3 separate regions of the Sus scrofa genome follow, and all the other regions are linked to region 3. A link is a contact called in public Hi-C data. All regions are on one chromosome and are shown on one strand. Each heading gives the region's core, a stretch centred on a gene start, on an enhancer-like site or on the middle of the called end of the contact. The rest is flanking DNA. Distances are from core to core; before and after follow the strand shown.

Region 1 (3,431 bases), core at 169-2,668, 160 kb after region 3:
TGAAATTGTTACCACAATAAGGTTACATCTCATACAGATACAAAAGAAAAGGAAGAAAATTTTTTCCTTGTAACGAGAACTCTTAGGACTCACTCTCTCAACAATTTTCCTATATAAATTATAGCAGTATTAATTATATTTATCGTGTGCATTCCATCCCTAGTACTTATTTATCTTGTGAAATTACTTTCATCAACAAATATCAGCTTTGGGACTTTCCTCATAAAAGCTAATTCCAGTCTTCTTTGGAATTCTTAAATAGCTCAGCAAGCATTTGAGATCTGACATAAGTAAGGAAACATTTGATTAGGAAGAAGTAGATTACCTTGCATGCATATACAATTGCAAAACTCAGTCATTGCTCTCATAACTTTGTTTTTTTTTTTTTTGAGGGCTGCACCTGAGGCCTATGGAAGTCCCAGGCTAGGGGTCAAAACAGAGCTGCAGCTGCCAGCCACAGCAATGCAAGATCTGAGCCATGTCTGCAACCTACACCACAGCTCATGGCAACACTGGATCCTTCACCCACTGAGAGAGGCCAGGGACTGACCCTGAGTCCTCATGGATACTAGTCAGATGCGTTTCTGCTGAGCCACATGGGGAACTCCTCTTTTAGTATTTTGAACACCGAGCTAACCTCATCAAATGCTACGCAAAGGGATTTTTTTTTTTTTCCTGAAATTGACCTCCAGCAAGGGATTAGCGCCACTTCTGAAGATTCCATTTGTTTTGTTTACATTCCTTGTGCAATTTCAGAACACTGTGTTCCTTTTCTTGAAATCCCACAACAACAACACTGCCAGGTAGCACTGGACAGCTTCTCACTCCATGCTGGGTTTTCCTTCTAGCTGGTGTTCTCTGCAAATAGCTCTGGATCTCTCGTTGGTTTGGAATAGAGAAAAACACATAGGCTTTAGAGATAGACAAACCTGGGGTCAACATCTTCTGCTGCTACTTGCAATTCACTTTCTTAATGAGACTCTTTGCTTGTTTTCATTTTCTTCTATAAAATGGACATAATCATATTATAGATTTTTCTTTGGATCATTGGGAGGATTAAATAAGACACTGTGTATAAAGCAGGTAGCACAGTGCCTGGCAATCTTAAGTATTGCAATAAAGGAAAGGATTGTTTTAATAATGACACTAAGGGAATACGTAGTATCCTTTTCTTTGTTGTGGTCTCCTACATAAAAATTCTCTGCCTTTGCTTAAAATCTCCAAAAATGCACACAAAAATGTTGCACTGGAGAAGGTACTACTCAATGATGTGGATTTTTGGTTTTGGTAACTATCTTTTAAAATGTTCTGTGGCTTGGCAAAAAGGCTGCCTTGGTGACCGCACGGTCACTCTCTGAATCAATGCTGCTTCTGTAACATCTCTGGAGACAGAGGAGGGCTAGCTCACTGGTGACTGTGAAGAAGCAGATACGTGAAGTGAACAGATGTGGACTTTGTATGACAGTGACACAAACGCTTAATCCCAAACACCTGCCTCTGCCACTAGTTTACCTTTGCTTGGCTGAAAAGGAGTGGGTGTGGCCACAGATTAGAATTTATTGTTACACGGTTGTTTGCAATGAACATTCACTTTTCAATGACTATCTTTTCTTTAAACTTCCTGCACATGGGGTTTATTCCATCAAGGTGAAGATGGCAGGGTGCCCTGAGCAGTCTGAAGCCTTCCTTAGGTAAGACTTGACGGGACGGATGGCTGGGCTGGTGTGTGCCTTGTGTATACCGCGCATTTGCTCTTGTAGCTAGTGGTGAGTGCCCCATGATGGGATGGGAGCTAGTGGGGCTCATCATATGGCTTGATGGGAGGAGAGTAGATTTTTAGAGGTCTGGACTTGAATTGCAGCTCAGCCACTCATCATTTACTTCAAAGGATCTACTTCATCTTGCTGAGATACGTCATTTTACAAAACAAATCTATCTTGCAGAACAGTTGTTACCATCACATAGAAAAGATTTCGCTATACTTTGCACAGTGACCAGTATAAATGGGATAAAAAATGGTGGTTTATATTGCTATTAATCTAAAATTAATCTAGATCTGGAGGATGATGGGGGCACAGAACCGGCCAATTTATTGTGCAAATGAACAGATCTCTACACAGCTCTGTGTGCCCTGGGCATCACGTCACTAGTAACTGCTCACAGAAGACTGGCTAGAATGTGTTCCTGAGTGACATTTTGGGCAGGGCCTAGTCCCATAGCAAACCTTCTTGATGCAATGGTGCTGGCTTCCCACAGCTGGCCTGGGGGCACCGACCATGCTAGAGTGTCCATCTATCATTGAGGACCCGAGGAACGCCTTCCTCTTCCACCGGGTCCTCCCACATTTGGTAGAACTCCTTGGGTGAATGAACACTGGAAACATGAAAAGTCATTACACTCCTGTGTTACGAGGATGAGCTGGGCCAGTGTAAGCTCATGCATGTGGGTCATACCCTCCTGGAGGGACCATCTCCCAGCTCCACAGCACTGCTCCAAGCTAGATGTAGCACAGGCCAAGACAACAAAGCGTGAGACTTTTGGATCTGGTCGAACTGGCCTGAGCTGATAATCTATCGCACTAGCCCGCAAGCTTGGGGGTGAATGGAATCCATAGTATAAATAAGGTGCATGGCAGAAAGGCTGGTTATTCACCAAAGAAGTGTGTTCCCTTCTGTGTTGCCGGAAACTAGATGCTAATCCAGGGATGACATTTCCCAGAAACACTTGCATCTAATTTGGGCGGTGACAGAGCTGTGCTATGAGAATGTGGGCAAAAGGGATAAACACTTCCAGGCCTGACCTATGACATCCTCCCTCCTTCCCCTTGGCTCTTTCTATCCTGCATGTTGGCTGGATGGCACTGCCATGGGCGGCATCGCTGCCCAGGTCCTGAAGACAGACCTGCCCCTACAGCTGGGTCTCCACCTGACGGTGCAGTGAGGCGATCTGCCTGTGTTTGCCTGTGTCAGTTGAACACTACCTGAGTAGGAGATACGTTTCATAAATACTATTTTGTATTTCATGTAAATAAATAATAATATTTTGCCACTGAGATTTGAAGGTTTAGGTGTGGTAGCGGCCAGCACCATCTTAACCAATACAAGATGCTTCATTGATTGACTCTCCCACCGTGTCAGCCCGGGTATGCCGGAGGCTTGGTTATGCAGTGACCAGGTAATTGAAGGTGTCTGGTAGGTGATAACATCAAAACCAATTACTTTAAACCAACATTCAGGGCATGTTTACACCTTTCTGGACCAGAAGAAGGAAGGCTGGTATTTAAAACTGAAGTCTGGATCCTTGAATGTTGAGTAGATTTATAATGTACAATAAATCCCAGCTAATGTGGAAGGAAGCATTCACTCGCTACAGATATAGATAGATAGATAGATAGATAGATAGATAGATAGATAGATAGATAGATAGATAGA
Region 2 (3,434 bases), core at 593-3,092, 220 kb after region 3:
TAAAAGTAAGTGAGCATGGGCTAACAAGCATCTGAATTGTCTTCCCAGTCTGATGTGGGCTCAGGTCATAGGCCTCGGCTGCTGGAAACTGGATTAAGCTCTTTACCTTTTCAAGTAAATTTAGCTGGCACTATAGGACTTTCTTTTTTCGGAATCTGGCTGGGAAGCTGGAGGCATTGGGGTGGGGCAGTCTTGGGGCTACACTGGAGCTTTGATCTCCCTCTGCCTTAGTTCTGCACATTGGACAAGGACAGCCTCACTCTACTTGACCTGTCTTTCCTCCTCCTTCCCCACCCAGAATGACTGAGAGTTAGCTCTAGGTGGATATTGGAGAAATAGTTACTAAAACTCATAGCAGTGGTTCTGTGGAGACTCTGGGGAAGAGGGTGGAAATAGCTGGAGTGGTATCTTTAAGTAGGTAAGAGGTCATGGGATCCAGCCCACAGGGAAGCAGTAACCTTAGGCAGGAGCAGGTACAGGAGAGGAGGAAGGCGGGCCAGCCTATATATATTTGTAGAACTTCTGTTTTGATAGCTTCCAATTTTACAGTGAAATGATAAGCCTTGTCTGTTCTGGGTTTTGTGATGGTGGTGGAGATGGTGCTGGAGGTTTATGGAGAGAATGGAGACTGACGGATTGGGAAAATGGCACAGAAAGTGCCTGCTTGAGATTTATGGTCATGAATTCAAATGGGGGCTTTGGGATTTTCTCCAGGACCATTCAGCTGCACAGTATCTGCAGAGCTGGATTTAACTACAGTTGTAATTTTGTCAAGTGAGTGACAAAGTGAAAGAGGGGCAAGAAAGTCGAAGTTTTATGGAAGGGAGAGATGATAATTTCCTGTGCGACTGAAGGAGGGATATGGATATTGTGTGTGGGTGAAGGACAAGTGTAGAGATGGCAGGATCATTGGGTTGAAGGACCTGGTGGGTTCAAAGGATTATATGGTCAGGGTTCTAGAGGGAGTGAGAAAGAAAAAAGTGATGGTCCATGGGTGGAGCAGATGAATTGAGGTTATGGAGGGGTGGCAGTTGTTAGGAATGATGTCAAGGCTCAAGACGGGATCATGAAAGTGACTGCGGCAGGGCAGAGAGCGTGATGGCTAGAGGATTAAGTTCTACAGAGAGGAATGATTTAGAAGAATCATCTAAATTAGTGATCAGCAAACTATGGCCCCTAGCCACATCCAGTCTGCTACCTGTTTTTTAAATAAAGTTTTATTGGAACACAGACATGCCTATTCTTTTTTGTATTTTCTGTGTCTGCTTTTCATGCTGTGGTGGCAGCATTGAAAACCAAAGATATTTGTTATCTGGTTCTTTACAGGAAAAGTTTGCCCACCCCTGATCTAAGTGAATATTAATTTCACTGTTATTTATAATATTATGTGAATAAGCAATGTTCTACAACAAATTTCAACCAATGTAGTTTCCTATAGTAAATATTCATGGTATAATGTTTGTAAGCCAGTTGCCTTTGAAACTGTGGAAACTTTTCAATATTACATAAAACTCTTTGCTCTTCTTTGTAAACATACATTCTCTTCAACTTTATGAGGTCAAGATACAGAATAAATATCGATCTAACTTGTATGAGATGCTAACAGTTTTGTAAATATTCACCAAATATTTCCCTGTTTTAATTATGAGATGAAGGATAAGCTTCCTGCTCTGTCTTCTTAAACCACCTCTATGTCAGCTAAAGCTGAGTTAAGGAATACAGCGTTTTTAATTCTCATTTCTCTTGGTTATGAGTTCCAGTTGTGTCATATTAGTGGGTCAGTCCTGTAACTGATTAAATACTATGAGATCAGCATATAAATACTCTGTCCTTCTTTTAAAACCTCAGCTCCACCTGCAGATGAGTCAGGGAACTGTGATACTCTAGAGAGTCCTTCCTGGCTATTTCATCTAAGTAGTTCTGCCTGCTAATCTCACCCCATTCATTTTCTTCATAGTAATTATGCAAATTATGTGAAACAAGTCAGATTATTTTCACTCACTGTCAAAATTTTCATTCACCTTTCCCAATTTTTGTAGATATTTGGGATTTTAGATAGATTTATATTAGTGGTATACTGTATTTTTCACTGTATAACTTTTCTTTCAAACAGCATTTCATTCACTTTCTATTTTGAAAATTGACACTTTTTAGCCTTACTTCTATGATTAAATTAAAATATTCTCACTCACCTTTTCTGTATCATAACTGCTCCATTCTTGAATCACCCCTTGTTAGAGAGGGGTTGAGTACTTTTGCGTGTGTGTGTGGGGGGGTAACAACATGTGGAGAGTATATTTTCTTAGCTCTGCAGATGTGTTAATATCTTTTTTTTCTCTCACATGAGCGACAATAGTGGCTTGCTATGGAATTATTGAGTCATACTTGCTATGTTTCAAACCTCTAGATGTAGTTCCATTGCCTCTGGTAACAACTGCCTTGGAGCAAAAGTCTTAAGGTGACACGGATTTTGTGTTTTTCTCAGCAGATAACTTAAAAAATCTGATTATTTATTTTGTAAATGCAAGCGCTTCTCAAGGGAATATCTAGATGTTGGACTCTAATTTTCCTTGGTTTTTAAGATTTTTAGACTTAAGTTTTGTTGGTTTCAGGAAACCGTTCTGTTTTCTTTGTTGTTTTTATTCAGTAACTCCTGTATCTCCTTTAGAAATACCAGTTATCCAGAAGAGTGGTTTTGTATTCTCTGTCATCTTTGTCATCTCTCTAATCTCTGTTCTCTTTTTCTCTACATTCTGGAAGAATCTCTCAAATTTGCCCTTCACATCCTACCTTCTATTTTCTGCTACTTCAGTTCTTCACTTCCCCCAGGGTGGTTTTAGTTTTGCGATTGCATTTTGAGTCTCTCTTACTGTCCTTTCATATTCATCTACTGTGTTGTCAAGCCAGAATCCTGAGTCATGCTTAAGCCCTGCTGTCCCTCATGACTTCCTGTGGTCCATCAGTAGTTACATATGTTTCAACCTCCAAATATTTCTTTAAACTGTCAACTTGTCCCCACCTTGACTGCCATCACCTCAGTTCAAGGCACTGTCATCTCATCCCTGAATTCTGATCATCTGCCTTTTTGCTGCCTCTATTGTCTCTTTTAGTTCCTTCTCTATACAGTAACAATTAATACCTATGCATATACTTAAACATATTTATATTTGTGTATGTATCTATACAAATATGTACATATACACATGTATATACCCACATATACATTCACACTCAATTTCCTTTTGTAAAGTGCTGCTTTTCCTGGCTGTAACTGTCCTAGATGAGGTGACACTGCTTATCTTTCCTAATTTATCTTGGATCATTCACTAGGCACATTGGTCTTTTTATAGTTCCTCAAGCACACAGAACCCTTTTTTCACCTTAAGACATGTTGCTTTCTCTGCCAGTGATGCTCTTTACTTGCTCTTTTCATA
Region 3 (3,219 bases), core at 121-2,620:
CTGGACTAGCATCCATGAGGACATGGGTTTGATCCCTGGCCCCTCTCATTGGGTTAAAGATCCTGTGTTGCTGTGAGCTGTGACACAGGTCGCAGACCCGGCTCAGATCCCCAGCTGCTGTGGCAGTGGTGTAGGCCATGGGCTACAGCTCTGATTCGACCCCTAGCCTGGGAACCTCCATATGCGGGGATGCGGCCTCAAGAAGACAAAAGACAAAAAAATACATACATACATAAATAAAATAAAATAAAATAAAAACCCTTCAGAGTGTGTGTGTATTTCCACACAGCAGAGAAAGGACTAAATAAGGGACATCTCTCTATTGTTTTTTTCTTAGTAATTTTTTTTTTTTTTTTAGAAAGAAGGAAAGAAAGAGGGAGCATAGGAGAAAAGAAGGGAAGGAATAGAGGGAGGGAGGGAGGAAGTAAATAAGACAAAGCTTTGTGGTAGATTCCAGGGCCTTTAAAAATTACTCTATATGGAGTTCCCGTCGTGGCGCAGTGGTTAACGAATCTCACCAAGAACCATGAGGTTGCAGGTTTAATCCCTGGCCTTGCTCAGTGGGTTAATGATCCAGCGCTGCCCTGAGCTGTGGTGTAGGTCGCAGGCGTGGCTTGGATCCCGCGTTGCTGTGGCTGTGGTGTAGGCCGGCGGTTACAGCTCCAATTAGACCCCTAGCCTGGGAACCTCCATATGCTGCGGGAGTGGCCCTAGAAAAGACAAAAAAAAAATTACTCTATATATTTTACTTCATATTTGCAGTATTTTATACCAAAAAGGAATACTTAGCCCTTGTAGACAATTCAGAAAATACATAAAAGTGTAAAAAAAAAAAAAAATCCCTTATTAAAAAAAAAATGAACCTTAATATTTTGCTGCATATTCTTTCAGACTGTGCCATACTTTCATTGGCCTGCATGTCATATATGTAATTTTTTTCGGTATCCTTCTCCAAAATGTTCTTCTGATTCATGAGGTAAATAACACTGAAGTCCGTTCTTTCTCTGAGTCTTTGAGACGGCTTCTCTCCTTAATTCTACAGTGTTCCCGCACAGTCCACAGTCCAGTTTGCAGATCTTACGGCTTGTGCTTCGCTCCACTCAGTCCACTTGAGGGCTATCTCAATCCATCTCAGATCTACTGTCGAACGTCAGACGACAGGCACATTTCCCAAACCAAGTCTCCCAGACCTACAGGCCCTCAGTGAGGGCACCCCTGCTGTCTGAAATGAGAACTCGCGAAATTGCATCTGTCTGACCTTTGGACACCCTTACGCTAGGTTAACGCAGGAGAAACTACCATTCCCGTCGGGCTCTGCTCTTGGGCGGCCACCTCTGCGCCTGCGCATTCTGAGCGTGGACCACAACTCCCAGGATGCTTCGTGCTGCCGCATTCACGGCTCTACTTCCTGCCGGGGCGTTTCCGGAATAACAGTGGCTCTGCGAGTCCAAGAAAAGTTAAAGGTGGGAGGGGTTTGTTGGCTGCTTGGGAAGCGGTTTGGAGTCACTTATTTTTTTCTTTTTCTGTCACAAAAAAGCAGCAAGTCTGCTGCAGAGATTTCTGGTGTGCAGCTGCCTCGATTTCTGGAGTGCACGGGCTTGGCTTTTCTGACCGGGAAGAGGGGTCTTTCATGCAGGCCTTACACAGGTGGTCGCGGCTTGCGCTTGTCTGGTTGCAGTAAGCTCGTCTTGGGAGGTGTCCCCCATCCCTCCCTGCGCGTAAAAGAGGCTGACAGTTCTGGATTTTGTTGGAGTAGCGGATTTTTTTTTTTTTCTCTTTATATCTTCGCAGGCATTTCTCGGGGAGTTGGAATATTGTTTTAGGAGTCTGCAAGGCAGATGTTTTAACCTGGAAATCCGGGCGCGCTTCTTGCAAGCTAGTTAGCGTTTTGCACTTGGTTTCAATTGGGCCTGGGATCTCTATTTTTATGATCTTTCAGCTCATAATTGTTAATGTGCGCTGAAGACAACCTTGGACGAATACCTGTATTTAAGGGCAAATAAAACGCACTGCTTGACTGACACCCTTAATATATGTAATTATAAATGTAGTATGACACACTTAAATAAATGTAATACATGGGAAACCGCAGTCCCTCCCCCCCCTCCCCCAGTGAAAGTAGAAACTTACCAGTACAGGAGTGAGGGACTGTCAGAGGGAAATGGCAAGTTGAGGAGTGAATGAAGGTGGGAGGTGAACAATTACAGTTGACCACAAGTCGCTTGTTCAAGAAATGTGTTCTTGTTGAGAAGAAAGATGGATGGTTGGTTGAGACCCAGCTTTGCTATTTATTAACTCTGTAATTTCATACAGGTTAGTTTACCTCTGAATCCCTGTTTTCTCATCTGTGAAATAACCTTTCCTCCCCACATGACAGTTTTTGTGAAGACAATTAAAATTATTATTTTAAACTATATTCATTGTTGTGAATATAGTTCTTAAACTCCATAACACTCCAAAGTATATTAGTAATGGTGGTAATTTGGCAAATGTAATGAAAGGCCAGGGGAACTAGGAATGTCAGTTAAAAGAAAAGTTGAAATTAGTGACCATGGGGTCAAGGCTGAAGAGTAAGGCCAGTGAATCTGGGAAGAGTCTGAAAATCTGGAGGAGACATACGGGTCAGTTTGCAGTATCTCTATCTTGTCGCTAAGATTGAGGAAGGTAAGAGCCACATCTGTGTTGTTCACAGTTGTCTGCGTGATGCCTGTCATGGTGTCCAGCACATGGTACCTTTGCTTTTATGTCCCTTCTGCCTGGAACACTCCTACCCCATGTATCAGAGTTCTCCAGAGAAGCATAGCCTGTCAGAGGTGTGTGTTTATACACATGTATATTGTATACATATGTATACAAGTGTATTGTATATATATACAAGTGTATTGTATACATATATACACCATAATATGCATATATTAGTAAGTATACAACATGTATACAGACTATACATATATGCATATCTACTACTATGTGTACAGTATACACATACCTATATGTAAATATAGTGGGGCACACACATATATATAAGATATACGAAGATTTGTTTTGAGGAATTGGCTTCTGTAATTTTGGGCACTGGCAAGCCTAAAGTCTGTAGGGCAGATTGGAAACTCGAGTAGAAGCTGATGTTGCAGTTTGGGGACAGAACTTCTATCACGGGGAAACCTGAGCTTTGCTTTTAAGGCCTCTCAAGTGATTGGATGAGACCCACCCACACTA

The links. Hi-C and Micro-C count contacts between places; a contact is called where the count stands out from the background.
Region 1: a Hi-C map of liver shows a contact between it and region 3, with 2.2 times the contacts expected there. The contact joins the enhancer-like site here to the promoter of IRF2 in region 3. A contact is called at or near these places in 4 of 47 Hi-C or Micro-C datasets (liver and skeletal muscle) and 2 of 2 datasets of contacts at active chromatin or transcription factors (alveolar macrophages and skeletal muscle).
Region 2: a contact with region 3 is called in a Hi-C map of embryonic fibroblasts, with 2.8 times the contacts expected there. The contact joins the enhancer-like site here to the promoter of IRF2 in region 3. A contact is called at or near these places in 1 of 5 promoter capture datasets (skeletal muscle), 13 of 47 Hi-C or Micro-C datasets (adipose tissue, alveolar macrophages, embryonic fibroblasts and 5 more) and 1 of 2 datasets of contacts at active chromatin or transcription factors (alveolar macrophages).

Annotation. Positions count from the first base shown.
Region 1 is chr15:45,526,513-45,529,943 of Sscrofa11.1, reverse strand. No RefSeq gene overlaps it. Among named protein-coding and RNA genes, the nearest start is that of ENPP6, 87 kb to the right of the region's middle. Within about 2 kb of position 1,418, at least 1 of the 83 cell types and tissues checked has an H3K27ac peak or open chromatin away from gene starts, as enhancers often do. A contact at or near this core is called in liver, where this site is marked.
Region 2 is chr15:45,473,324-45,476,757 of Sscrofa11.1, reverse strand. All of the region lies in intron 1 of LOC110257052 (a long non-coding RNA gene), which reads left to right. Among named protein-coding and RNA genes, the nearest start is that of ENPP6, 34 kb to the right of the region's middle. Within about 2 kb of position 1,842, at least 4 of the 83 cell types and tissues checked have an H3K27ac peak or open chromatin away from gene starts, as enhancers often do. A contact at or near this core is called in alveolar macrophages and embryonic fibroblasts, where this site is marked.
Region 3 is chr15:45,691,392-45,694,610 of Sscrofa11.1, reverse strand. It overlaps IRF2 (interferon regulatory factor 2), which reads left to right and starts at 1,370. Exons shown (of 12, transcript XM_021075622.1): 1 at 1,370-1,463.